Regions from separate parts of the Mus musculus genome. Here region 1 is linked to region 2. The links are chromatin contacts, called in public HiCAR-type maps. All regions are on one chromosome and are shown on one strand. The core of a region is the stretch at or near the end of the contact, and the rest is flanking DNA. Distances in the headings are between cores, read along the strand shown. Region 1 has its middle 13 kb from the start of Sema6d. Region 2 holds the start of 4930417H01Rik (a long non-coding RNA gene).

Region 1 (3,355 bases), core at 92-2,591, 1.9 Mb after region 2:
CCCATGCACTTTGTATCCTAGGCAACGCTGATGCTATGGCAGAAATTTAGAAGGATGAATTGGAAATCATTTGGTTAAAGAGCCCTTTTCAACCCAGGCACCAAATCCACAAACATAAAACCTGATGATTTAGGAACAGCCCTGGAACTCATCTGGATGCTAGCTCCAGCTCCAGCTCCAGCTCCAGCTCCGGCTGATGAGGAAACAGAAGCTGGAGGAGGGGCTTTGCCTTCTGATGGCCTCTTGGCTCCTTCAAAGCCTTTAAGGGTTTAAAAGGAAAACCCAGATTTTTTTTCTAGCCTCCTCTTACCTCCAGGTGTGTTTGATAATGAAGGTAAGATTAGCAACCCCTGGGGTGATTCATAGAGGGAGGAAGAATAAGTGTAGATAAGGGTTTACATGTTTGAAGCATGGTTATCTCCAGCTTTAGAGCCCCATACCCTTCCTCAAGGTTGTGGCTTTAGCTTTAAACAGGCTTCCTGATACTCTCCCTGAATAATAACAATTACAGTGTTCCCCTGTGCCAGGAACTTCGATAAGCTCTTTAGAGGGCCAGTCCTATCCTCCTGGTAATCCTATGAGGTGGCTACTCCTATCTTACCCCATTTACAGGGTAACAGAAGTGCAAAGGGGTTAATTAGCTTGCCCAAGGTAGCTTGGTAAATAGTAGAGCTAGACTCCTCAGCAGCCCAGCTAGAACCTGAGTTCATCAGTCTGTAGGACCTGTGTTCATTGGCCTATAGAATCCATGTTCATTGGCCTACATTTCACTGTTCAGTAATGGGTGGAGTAAGCCAAAAAAAAAAAAAAAAAAAAAAACAGAAAAGTCAAACTCTGCTAACACCTTTGTCCTGCATTTACTTAGTCAAAATTAACAGCTGAGACCCTGAAAACTTGTGTGGATTTACCTAGACTCCAGTTCTGCCTCTCTGGCTCCAGAGGTCCCCAAAGTCCATCGTCAGAGAGTTGCAGGTGAGGTGTGGCCCATATCTGTGTGGTCCCTCTCAGAAATTCTGCCAGCCATGGAATCCACCTGGTTCCCATTCTTGATTACGGGTTCATTTTTGGTGCTGGACTGGTGAGCTGAGCCTAACTCTTCAGGAATTTCCATCCATACAATAAAAAATTGTCTGTCAAAATAAGTTAATGGGTTTTTCTTTTTTTGGTGGGGTGGGGGGCAAGAAAGAAAGAAAAGCAAGCAAACTAATAACTCCCTGGAAGTGACAACAGTAGCAGAGTCCAGCTCCCTATCTGTCTGCTTGTGAATCAAGTCAGATCTGCTTGTGGATGCTGGTGACTCATGCTAAGGATCCTTTAGGTCTGTCGGGGTAAACATCCCCTCCTGTCATAGGAACTTGCTTGTATGCATATGCGCATGTCTCTGTGTGCATACAGAAGGCAGATACAAGGTGGCTGATCACTGGGTGAGTAGGACCTACTGTTCTTGGCTTTCCATGCTGCTTCCTTTGATTTTTAAATAGCACTTTTCTTTCTCTGAGTTGTTAGAAATGTAACCCTTCCTCAACAACTTCAAATCAGGACAGCATCTGAAGCCCTCTCTAAGCGGATTGCTCAGCCCTGTGCCTGCGCGTGAAGGCAATGGCTCCTCCCAGCAGTGAGGCAGTGAGGTGCTGTTGCTCTCCAAGTGCTGTGCTGAGCAGAGATCACTGCACCCGTGCACCAGCTTCAGCAGTTTTGCTTCCCAAGTCCCTTAACTTCCTGCTCATTTCTTTCCTTGCCAGATAGAAATAATAGCAGTAGACCTCCTTAGTTTCCCCATGCCTGGGTAATATTCATGCTCTCTGAAAAGGCACCTTGAATAATATTAAAAGCTAAAGCTACAGAGGGATTGCACCTGACAAATCCGTAGAATAGGAGCACACATTCCTGACTTCTGTCATCCAGACCCCGTGGGCAGAACGAGGCACACACCCAGACCCCATTATCCCAAGCAGAATGTCACACACAGGCCATATGGCAGCCACAGCAGGTCATCTGGTGGAGTAAGCTGGTGTTCCAAAGACAAGCTGAGGCCTTTGGCATCCTGTCGTCCCAGGAGCCTGGGTTCTGCTTTTGTCTAGAGCAGTTACTTTTTCTAGAGGCTAAAGAGAGGGAGCAGCCTGGCTGGCACCTGGCGTGGAGAGCAGATAATGATGGATGGATGACCTTCCTGCCTATGTCCCTCCTAACTAGTTAGCCTTGAAGACCATTGTGTCCTCTGGGTAAAAATAACAGCAACCAAAAAGGCAGTTACCCAGTTATTCATTCAGTCACCAAAGTCCCCTGCTGTGTGTTCTTTCTTTCCTTCCTTCCTTTGCTCCTTCCTTCCTCCCTCCCTCCCTCCCTCCCTCCCTCCCTCCCTCCCTCCCTCCCTTCTTTTCCTCCCTTCCTTCCTTCCTTCCTTCCTTCCTTCCTTCCTCCCTCCCTCCCTCCCTCCCTCCCTCCTTTCCTTCCTTCCTTTGCGCCTCCCTTCCTTCCTCCCTTCCTCCCTCCCTCCCTTCTTTTCCTCCCTTCCTTCCTTCCTTCCTTCCTTCCTTCCTCCCTCCCTCCCTCCCTCCCTCCCTCCTTTCCTTCCTTCCTTCCTTCCTTCCTTCCTTCCCTCCTTTCTTCCTTCCTCCTTTTCTTTCTTTCTTTCTTTCTTTCTTTCTTTCTTTCTTTCTCTCTTTCTTCCTTTCATGATCATTGCAAAGGTTCTTGTTTATAGTCTCAAAGATCTGGTCCTCATCTTGATCTCTCAAGATGATTTATCGTTTGCCCTGGATAGCACATTCTTTCTGCTAAGATCTCGGTCTCATCTCCCCATCAGTTGCTTGCCATCAGTTGCTTGTGGGTTTTTTTCTTTCTTTCAATGAGGATTGTTGCTAGAACAATTTAGCTTAAAAAAAAATGTTATCCTATCTGAGTTGAGGTTGCCTGGCAAAAGCTTGTAGGCAAGTTTTGACTGGAAGTATCTGCCCCAGAGCAGTGGTTCTGATTACAGGACACATTGTGCAATCCCTATTCAGTTTGCTTAGAATTCGGCCAAGACAGGTTATATCCTGTTTTCTGTCCCTTCCTGCTCAATTTGTTTTCACTTCAGTTCCTCTTCAAATTATGAATAGAATCAGCAGAGCATTGCCGATTCTGATAGTAATTGTCATTGCTGTAAGAACATCCAGACACTTAATGAAAACCTGTTGCTTTTCACCAAACTTCAACTTCCCAGCTTTTTGCAGGCACATAAAATAAGCTGAAAATATGCACAAGTGGCTTAAGTTTTAGGAAGCATGGATTTTTAAAGCAAGCTATTAATAATGGATCCAACAGGCTCTGTGCCTCAGCCCCTGCCTTCTGTCCCCTGTGTGGCACCCACTGC
Region 2 (3,570 bases), core at 160-2,659:
CACTGGATGAGGCAACCTGAGATTCAGGTTCTAGAGAGGACTCCTGGAAGCAACCCACCTTGGATATCAAAGGACGACTATAAACTAATGCGACAGTAAAAATAAGGTCTAAAGCAAGAACCTTAGAGTGAGAAATTATCTGAAATCAGTTAAAAAAGGAGAAAAAAAAAAACCCTAGCTTCTGCAGCTGCCGGGGAGACCTCTAGCAAACTGTAGATACTCCTTTTAATAATGAACTTTTAATTAGTTGGCTGTATAGAGTTTTGTAAAGCCCTTGGCTATAAGCTCAAAAGGAAGCGGCATAAATAAGCATCAAATAACCAAAATGTAGACAGAGAGGAAAGTCTGGTACTGTGGATGGCTCTCTCTTTTCCCAATAAGATTCCTCATAATCTAATCCCTTCAGAACTTCTGTGTGAGAAAACAGAATGGTGTTCAGTAACATCCCTTAGTACTATAAAATTCTGATTCTAATCCATGTCAGAATTATTTTAGACGTTGAAAGATAAACCTGGCATTTTATCAGAATCTGTAAAAGGAGAAGTTACATGATATACAGTCAAGATAACACCCTAAACCCTACAGTAAAAGGCACTGTTTATGGGAGTTACAAGATATACCTGCAAGCTCTCAGTGGGCGCTCACGGGAACCGCACTTTGGAATCCCGTGTCCCTTTCCTATGGACCCACGAAAGTCTAGATACTCAGCAAACTTCCTGAAAACAAAGTTTCCACCTCAACTCCGGCGTAGCTAACAGCTGGACAAAGTCAAAGGCAAGCGAGTCGGCGACACAACTCACCTACAAGCTCTCCGATCATGAAAAGCAAGTAGAGGACGGCAGCGATGGTCAGCCTGGTCTTCACCTTCCTCTGCTTCAGCAACTCGCGTCGCTTGCTGCAGTTGTCACAGGGGTCCATTTTCAAACTCAGCTGACTGTTGGTTAAAGGTAAGTCCTGGTCCAATAAGGAGTCATCGTCGGCCTGGAGGGCCGGGTGCGCCCCGTTCACAGGCCTTTCCGGGGCTTCCGAGTCATCGTCGGCCACCACGACTCGAAGTTTATTAAAGCGCGAAAGCCCCTCGTCGCTCACCTCGTCCGAGAAGTCGAAGGCGCTGGTGTCATTTAAGAACAGCGGCGTGTCGTCTTTCCTCAGCAGGGATTTGAGGCGCTTCCACGCGCCGGGGCCGGCCATGGCAGCGGAGGGGCGGCCGGCGACTCCGCCTTCACCGGCGCTCGGGCTCCTCAGGGCAGCGCGGCGCGTCCCTGCCCATCGTGAGGAGAACGAGACCCCGCTCCTGTCGCCGCGCCCCGGCCGCGCGCCAGCTCCGGACTCGGCGGTGCTCGGCTACCTGCGGGCCGACGCCGCCGCGCATCCCCGCCCGGAGCTCGCGCTACTGCGACCCGGGCCAGGGACCGAGGCCGAGCCCCAGCCACTGCACCCGCCCGCCCCGTGCCGCTGGGAGGCCGGCCGCGGGGTCTGACAGGCCCGGCCTCCTCCGGCCCCTGAACGAGGCGGCGCGTGCGCCCGCGAGGCGCGAGGGGAGGGGTCGGCGCGGGCACGCAGGCCGCCGCTTGGGGGCGCGCCGAGGGGGCGTGGTCGCGCGTCGCCCCCTGCCCCCGCCCTCCCGGCCCCGCCTCTCGGGCTCTGAGGTCTTGTGCGCTCTGAGCCCCCGGGTGTGCCGCGGGAAGGTCCCCCCGGAGCTGGGTGTCACTGCTCTGAATTCCCTCCACTGGAGATGGGTCTCGGGAATCTCAGGTCCGATCTTGGTTATGGATGGTCCGTGGAAAATGTCCTTTAGTGCTTTCTTACCAAGTGGGAATCCTGGTAGCTTTTCTTCTACCCAATCGGCAAAAAATTGCCGATTATCTTGGTCAAAAGGCTAGGACAAGACTAGGATGGTCAGTAGTTCTATGGCTTGCTTTAAAGTTTCCTGTTTCTCAGCAAATATGTGTCTTCCTTCTGTGTTCACTGCTACGCTCCTTGGGCACAATTGTGTGAGCTTACTTTCCCTATGTTTCATCACATTCTCAAATGTCCTCAAGAAGCAAGATTAAAGGCAACACTGTTGGTAGAATTCATTTTAAAGTGTAAATCCTTGGCTTCCACCTTTCTTTCCTTTTGAGATCCTTAGGATCTAATCCAGGGGCTCATGCAAGTTAGACACGGGGCTACACCTGCATCTTGCCTGTGGTGTCCTGCAAGCTCCTACTTCCCCAGGGTTTACAAAGACAATATTTTAAAAAGTTTTTATATCTTACCAAAATTTCAGGTCACAAAAATACAATGAAAAAAATCACACGAGGCAATTTTAACGATTCTGTTGACACCTTAGAATCCGGTGCGAAAAGAAAGCCCTGGCTACTTCTGTATTCCAGAGTGATCCCTCAGTCCTAAGTTTTCCCCCAGAGCTGCAGTCATGAAAGCAAATTAGACCCTCCATGGTCCCGAGATCAGGAAGGGAAGGCTATTGCCTAGAATTTCATCAATCAGGACACGATGGTAATAGCCAAAGGGAGACAGCTTACGAGCCATTACATTCCTCGGCTCCAAATATCTTAGGAGTAGATTGTTCTGTTGTTTTTAATGTCCCATTTAACTGCCTACAATGTTTCAGGAGTGTCATCGGAGTCTCTTAAATGCAGCCTCAAGGTAGGAGGGATGTGAATGTTTCAAGAATAGTTGAAATAAAAGGATGGGTTGTTTGGGGACATTTCCAGCGCGCTGTGCTGAGGAGGACTGCCTTTGTGCGTTCTGTTCTTTCACTCGTGTCTCACTGGATTCTCGAGAAAGTGATGAGACGACAAAGCCATATTTTAAGCTCTGTCCATAAATTCTGTGATGACCCCACTCTTCAGGAGGTAAATTCCCTTACCTTTGCTTGTGGACAGCACTTAGTAATGGCCTATGACCTGTAATGAACAGTCTGTGGCAGAAGTGACTGTGACTTACAGACTAGGTCATAAAAGGTGCTGCAGCTGTTTCTTTATCCTCACTCTTAGATCTCTTGCACTGTGAGGAGACAGCTACCACATCATGCTAAACTTATCCAGCACCGTGGGAAGGTCTGTGAGAAGGAGCTTAGCCCACCAACTGCCATGTGAGTGAGCCATTAGTAGTGGACCTTCCAGCCCTAGTAAATCCTTTGGATGACTTTACACTGGACAACTGAAGCCTCACAATGCATCCTGGGCCAGAACCACCCATCTAGGCCACATGCAGATGATGCACAGAAACTACACAAGATAATGAATGTCTGCTATTTTAGGATAACTTTTTTATAGCAATAAATAGCAAATACACTATATTTCAAATTTCTTCAGAACCTGGAAATACTCCTTTTATTCTCCCTTTTTTCTTCTTCTTACATCCTGTGGGGTCTAGTTCCTAAGCCTGCCTTTGTACCAATAGCATTGCTTATACCATCATGCTTTCAAATGGGTCAAATTGCCTCTGTCAAAAGGCATGGAACATAACCACATTTACAGCCTTATTTCTCTGGTGCTTGTAACGATAGACAATCTGCTGAAATATGACTCACTTATCAACACTGCCTCCAATTCTGCTAGCTAT

What was found. HiCAR-type assays count read pairs that join an accessible place to other places.
Region 1: a contact with region 2 is called in a HiCAR-type map of astrocytes, with 5 times the contacts expected there. The contact joins the enhancer-like site here to the promoter of 4930417H01Rik in region 2. A contact is called at or near these places in 2 of 39 promoter capture datasets (both in liver) and 3 of 115 datasets of contacts at active chromatin or transcription factors (astrocytes, large pre-B cells and stem cell-derived neural progenitor cells).

What each region holds. Positions count from the first base shown.
Region 1 is chr2:124,639,365-124,642,719 of GRCm38.p6, forward strand. It overlaps a transcript of Sema6d not described here. Among named protein-coding and RNA genes, the nearest start is that of Sema6d, 13 kb to the right of the region's middle. Within about 2 kb of position 1,342, at least 40 of the 459 cell types and tissues checked have an H3K27ac peak or open chromatin away from gene starts, as enhancers often do. A contact at or near this core is called in astrocytes and stem cell-derived neural progenitor cells, where this site is marked.
Region 2 is chr2:122,701,230-122,704,799 of GRCm38.p6, forward strand. 4930417H01Rik (a long non-coding RNA gene) reads left to right here and starts at 1,410. Exons shown (of 5, transcript XR_866691.3): 1 at 1,410-1,755. Slc30a4 (solute carrier family 30 (zinc transporter), member 4) reads right to left here and starts at 1,434. Exons shown (of 7, transcript NM_011774.3): 1 at 801-1,434. The coding sequence starts at 1,191.